Linked DNA regions of Mus musculus: all the other regions are linked to region 2. A link is a contact called in public Hi-C and HiChIP or PLAC-seq data. All regions are on one chromosome and are shown on one strand. The core of a region is the stretch at or near the end of the contact, and the rest is flanking DNA. Distances in the headings are between cores, read along the strand shown.

Region 1 (2,700 bases), core at 161-2,660, 390 kb after region 2:
GATGGTCTTCTTCAGGGAGAGCTGCTGTGGGGGAGAGCTGACTCTAGCCTAGGATGTGGATTGAGTTCCTGAGATTTATAATAATCAAAATATTAATGAAGTAGTCGATACAAATGCTGTTTGTGTAGAATGGCTAAGTAACCGGTTGTGTAATATATCAGGAAGAGATCCAGAGATGAGCGAGGCAGAGCATAATAAATCAGGTCATTTGTTTTGCAATAATGGAATGATAATTGTGATAATTTCAGAAGTCACTATCGTCCTGCAGCGTGAAAGAATCTTTTTGCTGGCTTCCCATTGTTTAAATATTCATGCGATGTCTATGAGTGACTTCCTGCTGAGAAAAATCTTTGCATACCTTCGGCGGCTGGCACAAGAACTAGAAATTGCTTGAAACCTGGGAAGGCTTTGCAGGAGGCTGGGTGCAGGCTTGGTTTTTTTTTTTTGGGGGGGGGAGGGGGATGAGGGGGAGTAATTCTTCCAGGGAAATAAAGGCCAGCGTTACTGAACTATTTTCCAAATGCCTTCTTGCAGCTAGCAGCTGTGTGAATTCATAGCCATTCACCTCTGCCCTCTGCACTGAGCGATGAGGCAGAGGTAAAAATAACCATGCTAGCTTGTAACACAGTTATGCTATAGAAATATAAACAGGGCTAATGACCCGGGGAAGAAAATCCGCAGTTGCTGTCACCTCTGCCCACCCTCCCCTTTCCCCAGCTCTCAGCTTTCTTTTTTTTTAAAACTTGGGGTGGGGGAATGGAGGCTGTTGTAATTGAGTTATCTAAATTTGGCAGGTCACACATCCCACTGTTTCAGTATCCTAGGACTTAGGTTCACCTGTTGCCCTTATAACCTCCCCTCCCCCAATCAGCACAGTGGGAGATAGACAACAAATGCTTTCAAATTCCTCTTCTGGATAAACTCCCCAAAGAATGGTAGAGAGATTTGGGGATTATTTGGGTCTTGCCACAAACGGGGATGTGGATTCCTTAACCGGGGGCTGTTAGAAGGATCTAGTTAAATGGCTTTGAGCTGGTTATTTCATCAGAGGGCATATTACATTGTGTTTCAGATACAGTAGTCCATTTGAATGTTCTGGGAGTTGGTCATCTGGACTTTTATACTTTTAGTGTTAGAAGCAATTCTTAAGGGACCTACTAGGCAGAGAATTACAAGAAAAAACTAACAGCAGACCTTTTTAAAAATAACTTAAGGGCTGTGTGCTCCTTGCTTGTTAAACTTCCCAATTCTTATCTGGTATAAGGAGAGAACTACAGTTCTTTTCTTAAGGAGAAAATAAAAGAGCAAAACCATGGCAACAAGGACAACAACAAAATACCCCATCGCCACCATCACCAACATCCTCAGCCATCAATCAGCCAATCAATCAGTCAAAGCTCCCTAAACCCGAGAGAGCCAAAAGCTAAGTGCAACCCCACGGTCGGGTCTACAAAAGGAAGAGCTGAGGCAGCACCAGTGTCTCTGATAGAATTCTGGCTGCCAACTGGGTTTCCTACCTTCAGGAGTTAATGGCCTCTAATGGCGGTTTGATTTGGAGGTGATTATGCATCGGAACGACCTGATTAAAAGGTACGCTTCCAAATGTAGCTGATTACTTATTTACATATTGCTAGGGTTTAGGTGAAACCTTAAAGTTTAGCCGGAGGATTTTCTGAGAAATTCTGCTCTGTGCAGAAACGAGTTCTGTTTTTAACTTCATGATTAGATTGGACACCAGTTAATGTTTAAATTGATAGTCATTTTTCCACTGAGTTAAAAGAAACCAGTCTTGCATATATTCTTTCCATCATCAAGATAAAAGCAATTTCTGGGTTGGGCAGAGGGTGGTTGGCTGGGGCTGCGGAGGGGGAGGGTTCTGGTTTAATCACCCAGACCAAGATGAATCCTCAGCGTTTGTTTAGTATCAGCCTAGAGGAGGCAATGGCTACGGAAGCGCTTTGCTATCTACTTACTAGCTTGCTCCTGGTATTTTAGAGTCTAAGGCCAACACACCAGGCTGAGATAATCCTACAGAAAATTCAGACACTTAAAATTGCAAATAAATTGAATAACAATGCAGGAATAGAGTAATCTTACATATCCAAAGAAGGGTTGCTAGGTAACAAGTGAGGAGGCGTCATGGCTTCAGATCAGAGAAGGCTGGTTAGAAAATAAAATGACATCCTCTCTTCTAATTAGTCCTTCCCAATCATATGCCTGAAGATAATCTTGTGGTTTGGGGCTGTAGCCTCGTTTGCAAAGGCTGGTGCTTTATTCGTTTTTGAATAGGGCCGCTTCTCATTCTGTTTCCTAAGGTCCAGCGGCTGCTGTTTCATGCTGGCAGGCTATGGGCAAAGCCAGTTATAAACATGACAGAGGTGTTTGGTGAAAACAGGCAACTCAACAGGGCCAGTTATCAAAGCAAATGTTTCCAATTCGATGAAAGACAAAGCAGGCGTGTTTGTCTTTGCAGACAAAGAAACCAGGCTCGCCCTGCTGTTAGAGCTTTAACGGTAAATTCAGCCTATTGGCTCTCTAAATTAATTTGAGTTTTCTCACTTCACATAATTTTTAGAAGAAAGGAGAAAATAGTCCCATGTCCAAATGTTACAAAAACAAACACATTCAAGGCCCCCGTTGCTGAAGACAGCACCTGAACAATTCATTGCACTTGGAGAAGTCGAGTCCATGCCTATAAAG
Region 2 (2,700 bases), core at 121-2,620:
AAGTATTCCGTAGGTAAGCAGAATCTACGCCTGAAAAGAGCACCCAAATGGTGGGTGAAAGCCAGCACACACCACCAACACACAGCAGCATACCTCTTCTGCACTGGGTTAGGGTTAATACTCCGGCAACTAAAACTATTTTTAACACTACTGGACAATGTAGTTGGAGAAGACGTGAGAGGAGACCTAGATTAAATCGCTGATAGGATGCATTGTTTCTCACAGTCAAAATTAAACACCAGCTCACTTGATCTATGTCTCGATATTCACCGGTGAAGCACTAATTAGATGACGACCAAAACCGGTCCTTGTTTTGGAACAGCTTAGGCTAAATGACATTTTGGAATACCTCCTTCTGGGTCTCAAACCTTTACATAAATTTTCACTTGTGGTATTTGCGGCTTGAACAGCAACCCAACCAGCGCTGTCATCGAGTGTTATGGCCACAAACCATGACTTTCTCACTTGCACAACAACACAGCACTCAACCTATCAGTTCGCCACACCAACCCAAAACAAGTGGAATTCATGGAGATTTCGAGATGATCGGGGCTGCGGGTTTAGGCGCGGGAAAAGCCTCGGCCCGAGAACTGCCCAGCAGACGGCACCCGGCACCCGGCCACAGCCCCGCCGCGCCGGCTCCTCCACCTACCTGAAGAGCAAGAGATAAGAAAGACGGCGAACGCCAACTTTGCAGCAGCTCCCATTTTCCCGAGGCGCCGGAGAAGCCGTAGGAAGTTCTCGCTAGATATCCAGTTCCCTGGGTCTTCCTCGGAGACAAACCTCCTGGTGTAAAATCAACCGTCATAAAACATATTCGGAAGCCCCGAGGCGGGGGGGAGGGGGAAGCAAAAAACGTTCACAGGGTTGAAAAAAAAAGGATTTAAAAAAAAGGCACAACAATTTAAAAAAATGTACCACGGGGGAAAAACCGCCACATACACGCACAACACACCAAACCAAACAACGAAAAGCCAACAACAACAAAAGCGGGTTGGAATCACTGTCAAAATCACTGTCAGCTCCGCTCGCCTCTCGCGTCTCAGCGAACAAAACGCCTGGCTGAGGCGACGAGGCGGCGGCGGCGGCGCCCGCAGCCGCCCGGACGGTCCGGGAGCCGAGCTGCTCCGACGTCCGGACCGACCTTCAACCCGGACACCCAAAGTCCGCGGACCACAGTAGCCGAGCTCGCGGCGGTGGCGGTGCGAGGCGGCCGCGGGAGACGGCGACGGGAGAGACGGTGGCGCAGGCGGCGGCCAAGTTCTGGTCCAGGCTGTGGCTCCGGCTCCCGGCTCCCGGCTCGGCCGCGTTTTCGGTCTCCTGGCCTCCGCCGGCCCCGCCCCCTACACTTCCGGTTCCGTCCTGAAGCTGGAAGCCAGGCGCGGCGGAGAAACGCTCCGCGGCGGCGGTGGCGGCGGCGGCGGGAGCGGCGGCCGGGCGCAGCGCGCGTGCCGGGCGGCGAGCGCGAGGAGATTGTCCGGGAGGCGGGGCGAGCCGGAGGGGCGGGGCCGGATCCGGAGCGCGCTCGCGAGGCTGCGGGAACCGAGACCGAGCAGACGGGACGGCGGGCCCTGCGGGTGCCCGCCGCGGCCCCGAGACGCCCGGTGTGCCCAGTGCGGTGCCCGCCCGGGCGCGAGAGCCGCGGCGCCCGAGCGGGATGGGCGATGCTAAGGCCGACTGCGGCGCCCAGCCTTTCCTCTGGGGGACGCCGAGGCCGCGCCGACTTGCTCCGAGTGGGCGGGAGCCGCACCCGCTGCTGCCCGAGCGAGCTCGGTGCTCGCGAGCCGGCCGCGCCCCCGCCGCCGAGGCCTCCCCACGTTTGTCTTTGGGCTAAAAAATAAAGGCAGGAAGGGCTGTCCGCCAGGTCAGGACACCCTCGCCAGATAGCTCGATGTGAGGTTCGGATCCTATCCACCACACCTTGTATACACAAAGCATTGTGTTGCAAACAGGTTTGCTCCTAGTTGGCGTGAAAGTCTGTATTAGGCTTGAAGTGAAAATCGCAGATTTCAGTGTATTGGACCGTCAGAGACGGTGGTGTTATCAATTCTTAGCCTCTTGTAAGACCTGTTTTTACCCCGTAAGCCATGTTGAACTGTTGATCGGGTGTTCAGTTAAGCACCGAAACATACAGAATGTAAAAATGTGAGCCCTACCTCCAGAAGCTCGGCTATTTGGGATATTCGAAGTTGGCTATAGCGTGCAAAGGATGATTGCTAGAGTCAGTTCGTCTGCCATTTAGCACAATTTGGTATAATAAAGGGGGAGATCTTGTTTTCCACTTTATTCCAGCATTCTGAAGGTTTTGACAGGAATGCTTCCTCAGTAGATAGGTAAATACCTAGAAGTTTGCCCTTTTTTCTTAATACAGTAGTAACCTCTGTGTTTGGAGACATTTTCAAGAAAAAAAGGAAGCAACTGTGGGATGGGTAATTAATGTTTTAGTGTACACTGATCCCCACATTTTTCCACAAACTCACTTGTATTTGTTTTCTTTTTCTCTTCCTATAAACTGCTCTATATTTCTGTCTATTAAGTACATCCTATAATTATCTGCCTATTTCTACTACTTGTCAGGGTTAATAATCATTGTGGCTCTTTAAACTCTCTCCAAGATTTCCAGTTCTCAAGCCCTGCTCAGAATTGATGGTATTATGCAACAAAATCCCAAACTGGTCTTCAGGATGCCTCAGTAAATCG
Region 3 (2,700 bases), core at 148-2,647, 500 kb after region 2:
TGAGCAAGCCACTAATCGACACCCTCCATAGCATCTATATCACTTCCTGCCTCCAGGTTCTCACCCTGTTTGAGTTTCTGTGCTGGCTTCCTTCAGAGATTGACTACAGTGTGGCCTTTTCTATTTATTTATTTATTTATTTATTTATTTTAAAGCCCAATAAACTCTTTCTTCTCCAACTTGCTTTTGGTCATGGAGTCTGATCACAGCATTAGTAGCTAAGACAGACAAGAAATAGTTTTTTTTTTTCCATTTATGTAATGTCAGTATCTGTTGAGTGATTATCAGTTGGAAGAGTCCAGAGCTTCTCTGGATCTTCTTCATTTCTGGACCTTCACATGGGCACACTGCCTGGATCACAATTCACCCAGACAATCTGTGGGAGAAAGCAACATTGAAGAGAAGCTCAACGCAATGAACAGCTGGTCGTCACCCAGTGACAATCAGAAATGATTTGTGGACATAGAAACTTTCTCCAAGAAGTATTTTTGGGAAGAGAATCTGACAGAAAAATCAGATTTTCAGTTAACAAGCTAACAAGAGTGGCAGCAATTGTCACCTTGACCTTACAAAAGTCTTGTGACTCACACAGTGGTCACAGTGCTACGGGGTTCTGAATCTTCAGATGCTAAAGCTCTCTAGAACGAGTGCCTTTCTTTTGCTAGGTGCCCTGCAACAACTGGGTAGCTCATTCCTTTGGATCAGTTAAAAAACAAACAAACAAACAAACACACAAAAACAAAACAAAACAAAACACCCTTTCTTGGATACCTTTCTTTACCAAAGAGTATATGTTGCATAGGCCTCAGCTGCCCTGGCCTGAGAGAAGGGAGCGCCTCACTCCAGTTGATGATACTTAATTGGAACAATCCAGCAAACGAGTGTCAGTTTTGGGGCCCGCACAACGTGTCTGCTGAGCGGAGTTTGTTTACACTTTGCCAGTGTCATCATTTACAAACTTCAAAAAAACACATTGACAAATTCCCTAGCTGTTTTGGCAGCGTTTCCATCAATCACCCATCTAATAGCACCAACATTTCTCCTGGGCTATTATAGTCACTTCAATCGCTGCGGCTGCAGCTTCAGGAGAAGATAAATCAGAAGGGCTCTTTCAGATGGCCTGAAGTACAGCACCATTTCTATTAACCAGCACTTCCTTTCTCGCTCCTCTCTCTCTGCCCTTCCTCCAACCTCCATAAACAATCCTTTCTGCTTTGTACTGCCTTAGATAAGTAAGCTGGATCTATGGCTCTCCTTTTGAGGCCCCCTTTGCAACGTCATTGGGTAATGGGTCCATTTATTACTTTGGATTTTTTTGTGTGTCCTCTCTAGTTACTCTGTGCAGCCCTCTCAAATCAATAAGTGTATTGTGTTTCTGCCGACAACAGGTGCCTGGCTTCCCAGGCCCAACACACCCTCTGAGAGCAGCTCACATGTCTAATGACCACAGCAGGAAAACCTGAAACCGTTTTGCCTTTCAACCAGGTTCTTTGTGCTGCAGTGTCAGGCAGCAGCTGGATCTGCAAGTGGGAGGCCAGAGTATCCCTGCTTTTCACTGCTACGGTTGCTGGTTGCTGTCTATTGCTAAAGCCCTTGCTTGCTTTTCAGAGGGAAGAAATGGCCAAAAAAAAAAAAAAAATCCCAGTCAGAACATCCTTCATTCTTGCTAGATCATCTTCTCATGCAAACAGTGTTTCTCTTTTTATCCTTACTAACTGACCTTCTTATGTAAGATGATGGTACAAGGCAACCAGCCCCGTCCCTCTTCCAGCTTCCCCACCATTAAGAAGCATGGCGTATCTTCTCCTTTTACTTCACAGGGGAGCCTGGGTAGCAAATATCGGGCAACTGCCAAACTTGGCAGCTCAGGTGAGGAGGGCTGGCTGGAGTTCTGCTACCCAGCTGGAGTGCTTGCTGGCTGTGGTGCCAAATGGAGGGCAGACAGACAAACTGGAGACTGAATTGCAAGTTGCTGCCTGAGTGATGTTCCTAGCTCTATCGCTGGGTGCCCCATTCATCCCTCATGAGCCACCGTTCTGGACAAAGCACCGCCAGCAGCAGCCTGTTTGCAAATCTTGGCTCGGTACCTGAGCAACCTATTAATCAGAATTTCAAGTGGGCCTTGGGAGCGTTTTTTCTTCCCTGTGTAAGTCAGAGTGCTGATCCAGGGGTTGGGGGTGGGGTCTTGGTGTCCACGTAAATGAAGCCATCAACTGGATGCATGAGGTCCCAGTCTGTGGTCATAGCGAGTATAATTTGCCCTAAAAATCGATCCTTCTGTATGCCTGAGCTGCTTGAAACTATCTCCACTATTAGCAGCAGGAATTTCAGTTGTTTGCTGTGTCTTGATGCTGAAATGACCCAAATATGGTCATTTTACATTAGAAAGGCTTTTTTTTCCCAGTTAAAAAATCTTTGACTTCTATATCTCTCAAAGCACCAAGGAAGACTTTCGCCTACCCTCTGAATGATGGATTGAAAGCTGTTTTTTGCTGTCTTACAGAATTAACTACTTGTGTAAGAGAAAGCATTTATAGAGACAACTGGCTGATCAGAATTCACTGACCTCATAAGGAAGGAATATTTTTGAACTCTGCTTCAGCCTCAGTAATATGAGAAACACACAGGGAAGAGAAAGAATTGGCATTTGTTCCTTGTGTATGTTCATGATTTTATTTATATGAGATCTAAAATTGTGGG
Region 4 (2,700 bases), core at 97-2,596, 500 kb before region 2:
ACACACACACACACACACACACACACACACACACACACATGCCTGGTTCTAGAGGATACTGTAGTTGATGGCTACAAGTTTACCAGGAAACTTAGGTTTCCTGGCAAAATCCAATCATAGGTTAGATTAACACATGTCTATGACCTGTGCCAATGGCAACATCTTGAGGCTCCCTAACTGTTACCCATCATGAAGCAGCCAATGGATGGGTTGTAAGTTTCAGATGGCCTAAGTAAATGGCTTGTCATTGCTATGCAGCCTGAAATAATGCTTATTTTAAAGAGATTACTAACATTATATTTATGTGTTTGAGTCTGTATGTGATGGAGAGAGAGCTTTATACCTCTCATCTCAAACTAATGGATGCATAGGTCAAACAAAGTGTGAAGAGAAAGCACATCTCTTCCTTAATCATGAGATTTACAGTTACTAGTAACAGAAATATGCACAAATCATCTCAATTTTAAGGTAGCAGAAGGAAAATAAGAAGTTAATATACTCTCTAAATTGACCAATCTTTTTAATCCTACTTTTTTTTTTTTTAATGTATGGAGTGAGGTTGCATTGCTGAATATTTTGGCTATAGTGATGGTCACTGCAACTCACAGTCAAACTCAGAAAGTTGGGGTTGGGACCTCACCATACTGCTGCTGCCACTTAATGAACCTTTTTAAGAAAACAAAAGTTACTTATCTCAGAAAAAAAAAATCCATAGCTAATACAGGCTCCCTTCCCTTAAATTCTTTTCTGCCGCCAGTCTTTTGCTTGCCTGGCAGTTTAGTATTGCTATGAGAGTTGCTTTACAATGTTCAAGAGATTTTTTTAACAAAAAAAAAGTGTTAATGCAATTTATTTTCAAAGAAACTAGAATAATGGAAAAAAATAAATTGACTTACAGTCCCAGACATTTTGTCCAGTTCGCTCATGGCCTCGTGAATAGCAGCTTCTAAATGGTTATTTAGTTTCCCACTTCTGGAAGCAATGAAAACAACATACCAAATTAACAAATTAAAGAAACAAAAGCCTCAATTTAATTCCCTAATCAGAAGACAAAAATATCAATTCTACCAGAGAAAGTCAATCTAGATTCACATCTGGGAAGTTCAGGCGATAGAGCATCGTCCTGGGGTTCCCAGCACTGAACGCTAACCATTAAAGTAACACGGCCGCTAAGGTTAGCACAGGAAGTCCCCTCCACTGTGTGTTTCTTCTGCATTTCATGAAGAGGACTGGGTCAGGAGCTCTGTGGTCTCCAAAGCTGTGCTTCCTACCAGGAAACAGGCCGTGGCCAGGACACCGAGGCTGAACTGCAAGTTCTGGCCACTAGGGAGCTCCCTCCACCCTTTCTGGATCATCTCAGCTAAGCACAATTGAGCAAAACGAAAGCTACATTTTGGTGCGTGGCTAAGAACAGCTTATTACCTCGTTACACCTGAGGCTCGGAGGCTGGTTTCGCCACAGTTCCCTTTAAACCGAAATGACGTGATCCTTTCAACAGACACACAAGGACTGTCTCAGAAGCTTCTGACTATTGCTTTCCGATCAGCATTCCATGAGTAACATCCCATATGTGCCATTTTTAAAAAAACGATATCGATGAAGCTGTTGTGCCGGTTAGGACAGTCAGGCAGTTCTCTGTGGCTATACATTCTTTGCCTACCCTACCTTATTTCTCATGTACATATGTAAATCTTACGCCACAATCTTCTAAATATGCAGGCAATCTGCTAGCATTCATCCCATCAGGACAACTGACAGGAAAGCCCTGAAGTCAGGAAACTCCTATAGTGAGCTATCTGTTACCATGGCTTCCCAAGAGTTAAGTCCTATCTATCTATCTCGGTGTCTACATGGAGGTTGGAAATTTGCAGCCGTGGGAGAAAACGCACGTTAACTTCAGTGTAATGCCTTCAGGTGAAGTCTCTCCACTTACCACAGTGTTCCCAAGGCTTTATCCACTATAGAAAACGACCTGATAACTCCTCTATTTTGTTTTCCCTGTGCTTTACAGACACTTAGTTGTTCATCTTTGAGTATTACACTTTTAGGCACACCATGAAGGCTCCACATATTTGCTAAGTGGATTTGTCCACAGTGAACATAAATGGTCCTATATCTTATTAAAACAACTGTGCAGTTAAGTCAGTTCTATTGGAAGGATAGATCAACCTACTAACTTAAACCAGTTGTAAGGACACTACCAACAATTCCCTCCAGCATGCTCTTAATGATCTTCCCCACCCTGCAAATGCAGAGAAGTTCAGGGAACAAAGTAATCCCAACATACCCACTCTCCAGAATGGGTTGTTAATAAATGACATGTTCTTATTAAGTATTCTTTTAATCAAAAAGATAAATCTAGTATTTCTACGTGGTCACTATTCTCAGTCACACTCACTCCCCTATGTCTCCCTAGCTCATGTTTTATATGATACACCATGGACAGAATCGCTTTATGTACTTATACATATAAAAAGCTGTCATGATACACAATTCATCTGTTCCTGCTCCTGTATCATCATCACCATCACCACCACCACCACCACCATCATCACTACTACTATTTTGAGATAGGGTCTTGCCAATGTCGACCTGGAACTAACTCACAATGCTAGGATGGAAGGCATGCATCACTACATCAGTGTTCCTGTATCTTTATTTGGGACATCATGGTACTTGATATAAATCTTTCATTCCTTC
Region 5 (2,700 bases), core at 111-2,610, 320 kb after region 2:
GACCCACTTTCTCCAACTAGGCCACACCCTCCTAACTGTGCCATTTCCCATGAACCAAGCTTGTTTAAGCCACCACAACATTATAAAGTATAGAATAAGTTTGATGTTAAACTCTTGGAAATAAAAAAAAAGCTTCCATAGAATTCAATAAAAATGTAAGTAACACAATAAACTAAGCAAGACGTTAGATGGTCATATAATGATGAGTAAGACATGGAAAGTTCCTCCTGTAGAAAATGCAGTTGCTAAATAACTGTCTTCATGATGAATCACTTAAATTTCAACCATGAAACATTACACACAAAAAGCATCAGGTCGTGGTGGACAGGCTAGAACGACTGATAGTGCTGTGAGCGTTACTCAGGCGAAGCTCCCTGTGGGAAATGATACTTCTGCTATTGAAAGGAATCTATTTGGAAGGGAGCCCTGAGCTGGGTCGTAGCAGCAAGGCTGGGTCTGGGTGAAGGGTAGGGACTAAGGAAGGGTGTGGGAGAGATAAGAGTTCATCATGAGTTCCCATGCTCACATTATTCTAAATTAATATCTGCAAACTGAAGTTATAAGACCCTGTTAGCCCAGAGTTCGTCTGTGGGAACATTGTGTGGGCCTGTCCTCTTGGGAAGGATGCTGCATGTGGAGAACGGATAAGGCCAGAATTGTTCTGAGTGCTTCCAAGCCTGAGCTAATTCTTCCGTGTGCTTGTCTCAGGGATGAACACGGGTAGAAGCTCTGCCTGCATCTGCAGTTGCCAGTTTTGGGATGCCCTGGCCAAGAGGAGACTGTTCTATCTGAATTCAGGTAAAAAGATAAAGTGGAGCTACTTGAGCGTCTTTTAGGGTAATCTAGTCAGAAAGGAGTGCTCACATTTGGAAATTTATGCAGTGTACAATGATCTTCACTTACAAGGTATGTCTCTCTGTGTTTAAGGGACAGAATCACAGACAAGAACAAACATGCTCCCTTCCTTCACATAACAGAGAAGGCTGGATCCAATGTGGGCAAGTGCTCCCCAACTTACAGTGTTTACAACTTAAGGCACTCACAAGCCCCAACCCAATGCCCTGCCACTCAGTGTCATAGCTACATGTAGGCTTAGATTTTTCAAAACCTACTTTAATAAGGGTTGTCTAATGTTTTGACCCCCTCTCTCCTTCTTGCCCAATGTCCAAAGGTAGGGAAGAAAAGATGGTGAATAGGACAAGGGGATGTGGACTTGTTTAGAAGTAGTTCTTGGGCAGTGATTCCAATCTCCATTGTCAGGAAACCATCAGTCCAGTTCAGTAGTGTCATAATACCGATCAAGAATGAGCGGCACTGTCACAGTCCAGAAGAAACATCCAGGCCTCTGCTGAGTCAGAATGAGTCAGCAGGGAGTGACCAGAATCAGCCTGAATGCCAGAAGTTCTCTGCCTTGCCTCTCTCAACAAAGCGAAGGTCAGTGAAGAAGCAAGACCAATGAAATGTTGCGGCTAGCTATACAAGCACCCTTTCACTGTCCATGGAGTCCTATTTATACTCTCTCCAAACATCATGGGTCCTCTCACTGGTCTTACCTCAGTAAGGCACCATGTGAGTCTGCATCACATGACACAACCAGAAACTTCTACTTAAGCTACAGTAAGGCTTTATCTGCCCTGCTGGTCCTGGACCCCGAAGCTACCCTCCCTGAGTCATCTCCACTTGCAGCTGCCTGCTTTGGTGCTTATCTACTCCCCAGCTTTCCAGTTCTGCCTGCAACTTAATTCTTCATCCCCTACCAGGCTCTTAGACTGGATAGGCTGGTTTTTCTCTTCTAGGAATTACCTCTGGGTACCACCCATCCTCCTTTTATTCCCAGTTTCATTAATGGTTCCTATCTAATCTGTTCTTGGCTTCCCATCATGCTTCCTTGCCAACATCACCTTGCTGGAGGGGAGAATTCATAGGGGTCCAAAGTTGCAGTCATTTCCAAAGTGGGTTGTGGACAATCCATAAAATCTACTAAGTCATTTTACCCAAAAGGAGAAGGGCTGGCATTTCAGGCAAGCACACCAAACACACTCTAATATATTCTGTCTTCTCAGTAGAGACAATGGAAAAGCATTAATATCCTGAGGGTAGAATAACAAGACCTGTAATGCCTCAGGTTCTTGGCCATCCTGGAATCCCATGCTCCAGTATACTGCTTGATCATAAATACACCTGCCACACTTGCTGCTACAAGATAGGATGCAGAAAACAAAGTGAGGTAGGATTGTAGCAAATGTTTTTCTGTAAATTAGTCTATTGAGTAACCATTAAGTGGGATTCCATTCTGATCCACTCTAGAGCTTTTTGTTATTGATTTGGACAGTCGATTCTTGACAGAAAAGCCACTTGGGTAAGGAAGTTATTTGAGAAGGTGAGTACTAACATAGCTTGAGCCGCACCTTGCTTTGGGAGGACAGTCATGAAGAAGAAGGTGTCTTCTCTTTGTGGTTCTGGCCTGGGAAGCATTCATGGAGTAGGTCCTCACCTCAGCCTCTTAAACCACACAGCATCAGAACATTCTATGCTTTGATAGGATCCTATGTACTTTTTGTCTTTGGAAGTCTTTCACTTTACATAGTTCTTTGGCAAGTACTCTCAATTTGAATTTTTAAATGGAAAGGAATGAAGAAAGGATGTGTGTTAAGGTGTTTTTTAGAACTGAGCATTCTATAGTGAAAGTAGGCTTTTGCG

The links. Hi-C and Micro-C count contacts between places; a contact is called where the count stands out from the background. HiChIP or PLAC-seq counts read pairs in DNA pulled down with a chosen protein or histone mark.
Region 1: a contact with region 2 is called in an H3K4me3 HiChIP or PLAC-seq map of forebrain, with 8 times the contacts expected there. The contact joins the enhancer-like site here to the promoter of Acvr2a in region 2. A contact is called at or near these places in 9 of 39 promoter capture datasets (the 3T3-L1 cell line, 3T3-L1-derived adipocytes, cranial neural crest and 5 more), 1 of 15 datasets of contacts at CTCF or cohesin (large pre-B cells), 9 of 484 Hi-C or Micro-C datasets (the C2C12 cell line, Sertoli cells, Th1 cells and 5 more), 17 of 115 datasets of contacts at active chromatin or transcription factors (VIP interneurons, astrocytes, craniofacial prominence and 10 more) and 1 of 9 other capture datasets (adipose tissue).
Region 3: an H3K4me3 HiChIP or PLAC-seq map of neural tube shows a contact between it and region 2, with 5 times the contacts expected there. The contact joins the enhancer-like site here to the promoter of Acvr2a in region 2. A contact is called at or near these places in 7 of 39 promoter capture datasets (the 3T3-L1 cell line, 3T3-L1-derived adipocytes, hippocampal neurons and 2 more), 1 of 15 datasets of contacts at CTCF or cohesin (large pre-B cells), 15 of 484 Hi-C or Micro-C datasets (CD4 T cells, DN3 thymocytes, the G1E-ER4 cell line and 10 more), 21 of 115 datasets of contacts at active chromatin or transcription factors (CD8 T cells, T-cell acute lymphoblastic leukemia, astrocytes and 15 more) and 3 of 9 other capture datasets (adipose tissue, liver and macrophages).
Region 4: a contact with region 2 is called in a Hi-C map of forebrain, with 8 times the contacts expected there. The contact joins the enhancer-like site here to the promoter of Acvr2a in region 2. A contact is called at or near these places in 7 of 39 promoter capture datasets (the 3T3-L1 cell line, the C10 cell line, the HPC-7 cell line and 3 more), 5 of 484 Hi-C or Micro-C datasets (CD4 T cells, the N1E-115 cell line, embryonic fibroblasts and 2 more), 4 of 115 datasets of contacts at active chromatin or transcription factors (the NIH/3T3 cell line, embryonic stem cells and large pre-B cells) and 2 of 9 other capture datasets (embryonic stem cells and liver).
Region 5: a Hi-C map of epidermal suprabasal cells shows a contact between it and region 2, with 3 times the contacts expected there. The contact joins the enhancer-like site here to the promoter of Acvr2a in region 2. A contact is called at or near these places in 5 of 39 promoter capture datasets (the 3T3-L1 cell line, 3T3-L1-derived adipocytes, cranial neural crest and 2 more), 3 of 484 Hi-C or Micro-C datasets (epidermal suprabasal cells, myocytes and pancreatic cancer cells) and 5 of 115 datasets of contacts at active chromatin or transcription factors (embryonic hindbrain, embryonic limb bud, embryonic stem cells and 2 more).

The regions. Positions count from the first base shown.
Region 1 is chr2:48,423,546-48,426,245 of GRCm38.p6, reverse strand. The region is part of intron 1 of Gm13481 (predicted gene 13481); the gene reads left to right. Among named protein-coding and RNA genes, the nearest start is that of Gm13481, 32 kb to the left of the region's middle. Within about 2 kb of position 1,410, at least 40 of the 459 cell types and tissues checked have an H3K27ac peak or open chromatin away from gene starts, as enhancers often do. A contact at or near this core is called in cortical neurons, embryonic forebrain, forebrain and 1 more, where this site is marked.
Region 2 is chr2:48,812,779-48,815,478 of GRCm38.p6, reverse strand. Acvr2a (activin receptor IIA) reads right to left here and starts at 1,370. Exons shown (of 11, transcript NM_007396.4): 1 at 653-1,370. The coding sequence starts at 707.
Region 3 is chr2:48,317,313-48,320,012 of GRCm38.p6, reverse strand. The region is part of intron 1 of Gm13481 (predicted gene 13481); the gene reads left to right. Among named protein-coding and RNA genes, the nearest start is that of Gm25338, 66 kb to the left of the region's middle. Within about 2 kb of position 1,397, at least 32 of the 459 cell types and tissues checked have an H3K27ac peak or open chromatin away from gene starts, as enhancers often do. A contact at or near this core is called in craniofacial prominence, embryonic limb bud, muscle stem cells and 1 more, where this site is marked.
Region 4 is chr2:49,311,922-49,314,621 of GRCm38.p6, reverse strand. Mbd5 (methyl-CpG binding domain protein 5) reads right to left here. Exons shown (of 17, transcript NM_029924.2): 16 at 897-972. Among named protein-coding and RNA genes, the nearest start is that of Gm25215, 85 kb to the left of the region's middle. Within about 2 kb of position 1,346, at least 94 of the 459 cell types and tissues checked have an H3K27ac peak or open chromatin away from gene starts, as enhancers often do. A contact at or near this core is called in the HPC-7 cell line and forebrain, where this site is marked.
Region 5 is chr2:48,497,176-48,499,875 of GRCm38.p6, reverse strand. It overlaps Gm39809 (a long non-coding RNA gene), which reads left to right. Exons shown (of 4, transcript XR_866192.1): 2 at 709-798; 3 at 1,261-1,434. Among named protein-coding and RNA genes, the nearest start is that of Gm39809, 41 kb to the left of the region's middle. Within about 2 kb of position 1,360, at least 47 of the 459 cell types and tissues checked have an H3K27ac peak or open chromatin away from gene starts, as enhancers often do. A contact at or near this core is called in epidermal suprabasal cells and pancreatic cancer cells, where this site is marked.